2 separate regions of the Gossypium hirsutum genome follow, and region 2 is linked to region 1. The links are chromatin contacts, called in public Hi-C maps. All regions are on one chromosome and are shown on one strand. Each heading gives the region's core, a stretch centred on a gene start, on an enhancer-like site or on the middle of the called end of the contact. The rest is flanking DNA. Distances are from core to core; before and after follow the strand shown.

What was found. Hi-C and Micro-C count contacts between places; a contact is called where the count stands out from the background.
Region 2: a Hi-C map of leaf shows a contact between it and region 1, with 1.9 times the contacts expected there. The contact joins the promoter of LOC121210829 here to the promoter of LOC107928787 in region 1. A contact is called at or near these places in 5 of 34 Hi-C or Micro-C datasets (callus, leaf and seedling).

The regions. Positions count from the first base shown.
Region 1 is chrA12:4,078,727-4,081,646 of Gossypium_hirsutum_v2.1, reverse strand. LOC107928787 (protein NONRESPONDING TO OXYLIPINS 2, mitochondrial) reads left to right here and starts at 1,400. Exons shown (of 3, transcript XM_016860056.2): 1 at 1,400-1,684; 2 at 1,759-1,877; 3 at 2,352-2,708. The coding sequence starts at 1,560. The coding sequence ends at 2,371. LOC107928762 (BTB/POZ domain-containing protein At3g05675) reads right to left here. Exons shown (of 2, transcript XM_016860032.2): 2 at 2,897-2,920. It also overlaps the pseudogene LOC107928778.
Region 2 is chrA12:4,284,083-4,287,002 of Gossypium_hirsutum_v2.1, reverse strand. It overlaps LOC121210829 (transcription factor bHLH63), which reads right to left and starts at 1,527. Exons shown (of 7, transcript XM_041082519.1): 1 at 734-1,527; 2 at 361-585; 3 at 132-266; 4 at 1-56. The coding sequence starts at 1,207.

The DNA.
Region 1 (2,920 bases), core at 151-2,650:
TAGTTAATCTGCACAAGAAAGACAGGTTTGTATCATAATATGTTCAATGCAAGCTCAAAAGAAGCATGAGGACACTTACTGTAACTTTTCAGTCAAAGAAGTACTTGAAAGTCAGCATGAGGCCCCTAACCATTTCAATTAGAAACAATGTGTTTATGCTTCGCTCAAAAACTGTCATTGAGAAGAATATAAAAAGACATTAATTGAAAAAGATAAAATTGAACTACTAACAAGAAATAGAGACAGAAACATTTCAGTGCACACTATATTACCAGAACTCCAGTCTTTAGAAATCTCCTTTGCAAGCTGCTCTCTTTCTACATCATCTGCAGTTAATACACATGAAAACACACATGAACCAAGACATCTTATATCAAGCAAAAGAACAGCCTTAAAAATAGAAGTCCCATCAAACACTAGGATTGATGGTCATGCATGGAAGAAAATTGTTAAAGCATTTCTTATGATTTCCATGGAGAACCGTGGTGGAAAACTGAAAGGCATTTATTCCCCATCGCATGCTCTTCCAAAACTCAAAACATATCTCCCCATTAATAACATAAAATAATTCATAATCTTCACTTTCCATCCATATTCCAGAGAATTCTTAATACTTTTCCAATTTCAAGATAGCTATAGCTATAATAAAAAGGAAGATCAAAGAGGGAGTAAGGCAAGACCTTTCTTGTGCCGTAGGAGTGCGAACTGAGTTGCAGACCATAGTTTTGTAAACCTTGCAACGCTTGCCCCGACACAGCTTATAAGTACATAACCCAAAAGAATCAGTAAAATATCCAAAAAGAAAAAATACAAGTCCCAGAAAAATCATAACAACGTTGATGACAAATAATCAGTGAGGTTCTGTTAATACATAATAGCTTTTGAGCCGATGGATAAAGCAATTAAAACAGGAAAAAACGAGAGTTTAATTTATGGAAATTGAAGTAAAACAAAAGAGAATAAAATTTTAAATTATATACAACAGAGGTAAAGTCTCTAACCTAAATCTACATATGAGCCTCGTCTTTTTCCACAACTTCATTTCTGTACATTATCAGGTGCCAGAAAACTAACATTTTAATTCCCGCTGGCTATGAACAAATTCTAATGAATAATCAATTCCATGATTATATAAATCTAAGGTATGGATCAAAAGGAGAAGAGGAAAGTGAGCTCTTACGAGGTGTCGAGCTCGGAGAGCATTGAGAGAATTACGAGCGAATATCGCAGCCATTGATTTTGATTGTTGATGGCGTTGATCTCGATCGGAGCTGTAACTAAGCTTCTCCTCCCCACCTCATTAATCGGGTATTTTCTCTTTTCAGTTCTTTACGACATCGTTTTATCCTGCGCTACATTAATATGGACTTATGAATGTCCAGCTCAAAGAAAGTAGGGCCCAATGGCCCAAGAAGAACATTTCAATCCAACAGCGTCATTTCGAAGGAGCTCAGGATCTCAAATCTCTGAGCCGATATTTTTAGGGTTTAAGGAAGACACCACTGCCAGCCTCCCGGTGTTTGTTTCAACTCTCCACCCAATTTCCAAACCAGCGAGAGATGGCGTCGTTTTTCGGATCAGCAATGCGGGCTGGCTCGAGGACCCTAGCTTCTCGGTCTAAAACCCTAACTGTAAAGAGCCTAATCCCAAATCCTTCAACAAGATCCCTCCCTCGCGCCTCAAGGTACTTGCTTTGTGTTTTTTCCATCTAAATTTTTTTATCAAATTCTTAACTTCATTTTTTTTTAAATTTTAAAGGATTGTTTCGGCGTTGGGAGGATTAGAGTCGATGATGCCACTTCATAGTGCCATTGCATCTGCTCGCCTGCAATCAAGCATAGCCGTCGATTCCTCCTGTTGGAGCTGCCTCTCTCAAGGTTTTTCTTCTATACCTTTTAAAAGAAACAATTGTTTAATATATCAATGTCTCATCAACGTTATAGTTGTTCTGTTGGTTCAAGTTTTTTTATGCTACAATTGGGTATAAATTTCAAATGCAGTATAGTTTTTGTTGCAAGTTTAGGAATGAATTATCCTTCACTTCCCTACGTTCCCTTTGACGTTATTCAAGAATCCGAAGTAGAAACTGTATATAGAAATTGACTTCCAATGCTCTTAGCTGTAATTGTTTTGAGGAATTATATATGTAAAAATATGTACTAATTTCTAGTAATAATATGGGCTTCGGATTGTTAGCTTGAAGTATTTGAAGACAACCGTGTGATCTGCATTGTTATAATGCTGTGTTCTAATGGTCATGGAATAAAACTTGACTATCCATGAAAGCATGTTGTTTGATGTACAAACATAGCTGTTCTACTTCTAACTTGGTTTTCTAATTCATGAAATAGGACTTGCAACACCCTTGTGACAAAGCTGGATACTTTGTGGGACTGGGACATTAAGAGCATAGGGTCTTTGTTTTTGAAAGCTCTGTCAAGGGATTTCTGACAACTGAAACTTCTTCAGCTCCAATGTCTTAGCAAATGATTAGCTACCTTTGCAGCATATTGGGGGGTTTTGTTGTTGATTTGTGATGCATCTGATTTAGACCTTTTATATGCTTTGGAGGAATCACTGCCCAAAGCAAAATCCATTTTACTTTATTTACAAAGTGAACTTCTAAGCTTTCTTGCTCTTAACTTTTTTTTCAGTATTCATGTATTTGATATATATCTGGACATGAAAAGAACAATAAGATTTTTTAAGGTGCACCTAATTCATGAAAAACCATGAAAACAATGGACGCACACACACACGTGTACTAATAGCGTAGTTTGCTTTTCTCATTTACTAAATCAATTTTCATTTCAGATCACTTTGACTTAACATTGTAAATTTTTTAGTTCAAACCACTCAAGATAGTATTTTGACTAATAAAAGAACAGCAGCGAGATAAATCAATAACGCCCTGCATTTA
Region 2 (2,920 bases), core at 278-2,777, 210 kb before region 1:
TTGTCAATGTCGAAATCAAGCCTTGGATTTACAGCAGCTAGTTTCATGGATAGGAACTGCAGATTATGAACAATTAAGACACTGGATGACACAAAATATATGAAGAAAATGAAGATTGTAAAGGTTTTTACCTCAACTTGTCGTTGAAGAGATTGAACATAATTGATTATTTCATCAAGCATTCCAGCTTTCCCAGTGATTTTATTACACCCCGGAACTAAATCTTGCAGATATTTCATTCTTTCACTGATCTTTTCCCTTCTAACCTACAAAATGAAAACATAAACCAAACCAATTAAGACATCATTCTGTATTCAAAACATAGAAACATATATACACACACACAAATTTCCTACTCACTCTCTCAGCTAAGCTATGGCTATCAGTGGCTTGGCTACGACGTGCCCTGACGTGAATATAATCGGGCTTTTGAACCTCAGTGAGCTTTGAATTCTCCTTGGAGGTATCAGCAGAAGGTTCCTGCTTGGTGCTGCTTTTGTTGGTGTTGGGTGGTCTTGTAATTTTTGACTCTTCCCCTTCTTCTCCACAGGCTTTGGTCTTCTTAGAGTCATCATCCGCAGCAACCTACACACATATCAAAAAATACCAACTCCATTTAATGATTTTTGGCCTGGTTTTTGCCAAAGTTTGGTTCTTTGGCACAAGAGACAAGATCCCAAAACAGAACATTTTGTATAAAACAAGAGAGGTGTAGACACAACAGAACATGAACCTTTAAGTTATGCAACTTGTCAGCTTTCCTTTTCTTGGAGCTTTCTCTTGCAACGGCTGAACCCATGTTCTCAGAGACAATCGACTCTTTGCCCTTGACCTCCGTCGCCTCTTTGGCTATAGTCGCCGCCACAGCTGGAGGGCAGCTAAAAGTCCTAGAAATGGCGTAATTCATATCAAAACTCGGTCCATTACTGTAGCCGCATGGCCCAAACCCCATGCCAGCCATGTCAACCTTCCCCAACTCAGGCCAGGATGTCTCTAAGTGAGGGTCAGGCTTCACTTGCCGAGTCATCACCAAGTCATCCAACACCGACTCATCGCTTATTAAATCACCCTGAAAGCCATGAACATGGGTGCTGGTTTGGTTCGAAAACACCCCACTTAATTCGCTGAAATAGCTTTCTTGTTGCCATTTCACGCGTGCTCTTTGTCTATCCAGCACTGTCAATGTCTCTGCTAATGCTCTATTCATGTCAAAATCTCAAAATAAGCCAAAATCAAACAACAAAGGGGAAGTGAAAGATCAAAATCAAAGAATAGTGTTTAAGATGAAGAAGGATTAGGCAGGTTCACTATACGACTTCCAAGGCTAACACGAGTTCATTGTGAGGGATAGTACCATATATCACTAGGTGATGTACTCTGAGAATTTGTTGTTCTTTTTCTTTTTTCTGAAATCTTTCGTTACTTTTGGGAACAGTGAGTTTTAAAGGGCAGGGGGAGGAGGGAGGATGAGGTATATATAAAGGGGAAACTAGAGTAGAAATACAAGCAGTATTTTTATTTAGGCATAATCTATCTTTTGTCCCTTCTAACTTTAAAAAAAAAAATCATTTTAGTCAATCATTTCATTTTTTGACTCTTTCAATTTTTAAACTTACGTTTTTTTGTTAAATTACTCCAAAATGGATAAAAAAGTTAACATGTTTATGTATATATAGCGTCAACAAAGTTAAAAAAATATTTAGCTTTTTCATTTATTTTAGAATAGTTTGACAAAAAACGTAAATTTAATAGCCTAAAAAGTAATATTTAAAAAAAAAGTTAAAATAACATTTTTTTTAATTTGGAGAACAAAAAAATCATTATGACTTTTATTTAAATTAAATTATGTATACATCAATTATTTAGGTAAAAAAATTATATAATACATTATTCTTTTTAAAATATATATATCTTTCCATGGTATTTTTAATAGGAAAAATATTTTTATAAAGGTAGTAGCTTTTGAAGAGAATGGTTTTATTTTGGGTAAATTTCAAAATAGTTACTTTTGTTTACCTCAAGTTACGTTTTAGTCACTTATGTTTGAAATGTTACGTTTTAGTCACTTACGTTATCGTGTTGTAACATTTTAGTCACTGAGCCGTTAATTGTCGTTAATAATGTAACAGTAAGCTGACATGGCACGTTAAATCATCATTTCAAATAAACATTTTAGGTTAATTTATATAATCGGTCCCCATATCTTTTTTGTTTTGAACAATTTAATTTTGTTTATTTTATGTTCTTTTTAACTTTCTTTTTTTTTCCTTTATTTTCCATTCCCCTTTTCTTCTTCCTATGTTTTTCTTCCTTCTCTATTTCTTTTAAAGTAGTTTTCTATGTTTTCAATTTGTTAAAACTAGTCCTTATACTTTAATTTTTTTTAAATAATTTAATTTTTTCTTGTGAAGCGAGCTTGTGGACTAGTTTTAACAAATAAAAAATATAAAAAAAAACTACATTAAAAGAAATAAAGAAGGGAGGAAAGCAGAGGGAGAAGTAGAAGAGAATGGAAAAGAAAAAAGAAAAAAATAGAAAGAAAGTTAAAAGAACATAAAAGGAAAAAATTAAATTGCTCAAAATGAAAAAATATAAGGACCAATTGTAGAATTTAACCTAAAATTTTTGTCTAAAATGATGATTTAACATGCCACTTCAGCATACCATTACACCGTTAATGGCAATTAATGACTTGGTGATAAAAATGTTACAACACAATAACGTAAGTGACTAAAATGTAACATTTCAAACATAAGTGACTAAAATGTAACCTAAGGCAAACAAAGTAGCTATTCTAATAGTTTACCCTTTTCTTCTTCTTCTTCTTTTTCTTTTTTTTTTTGTTTAAAGAATGTTTTTTCATAGAGAGTAGATGATTTTTTTATAGAAAAAAATAATATACGAAAAATTAAATGACATA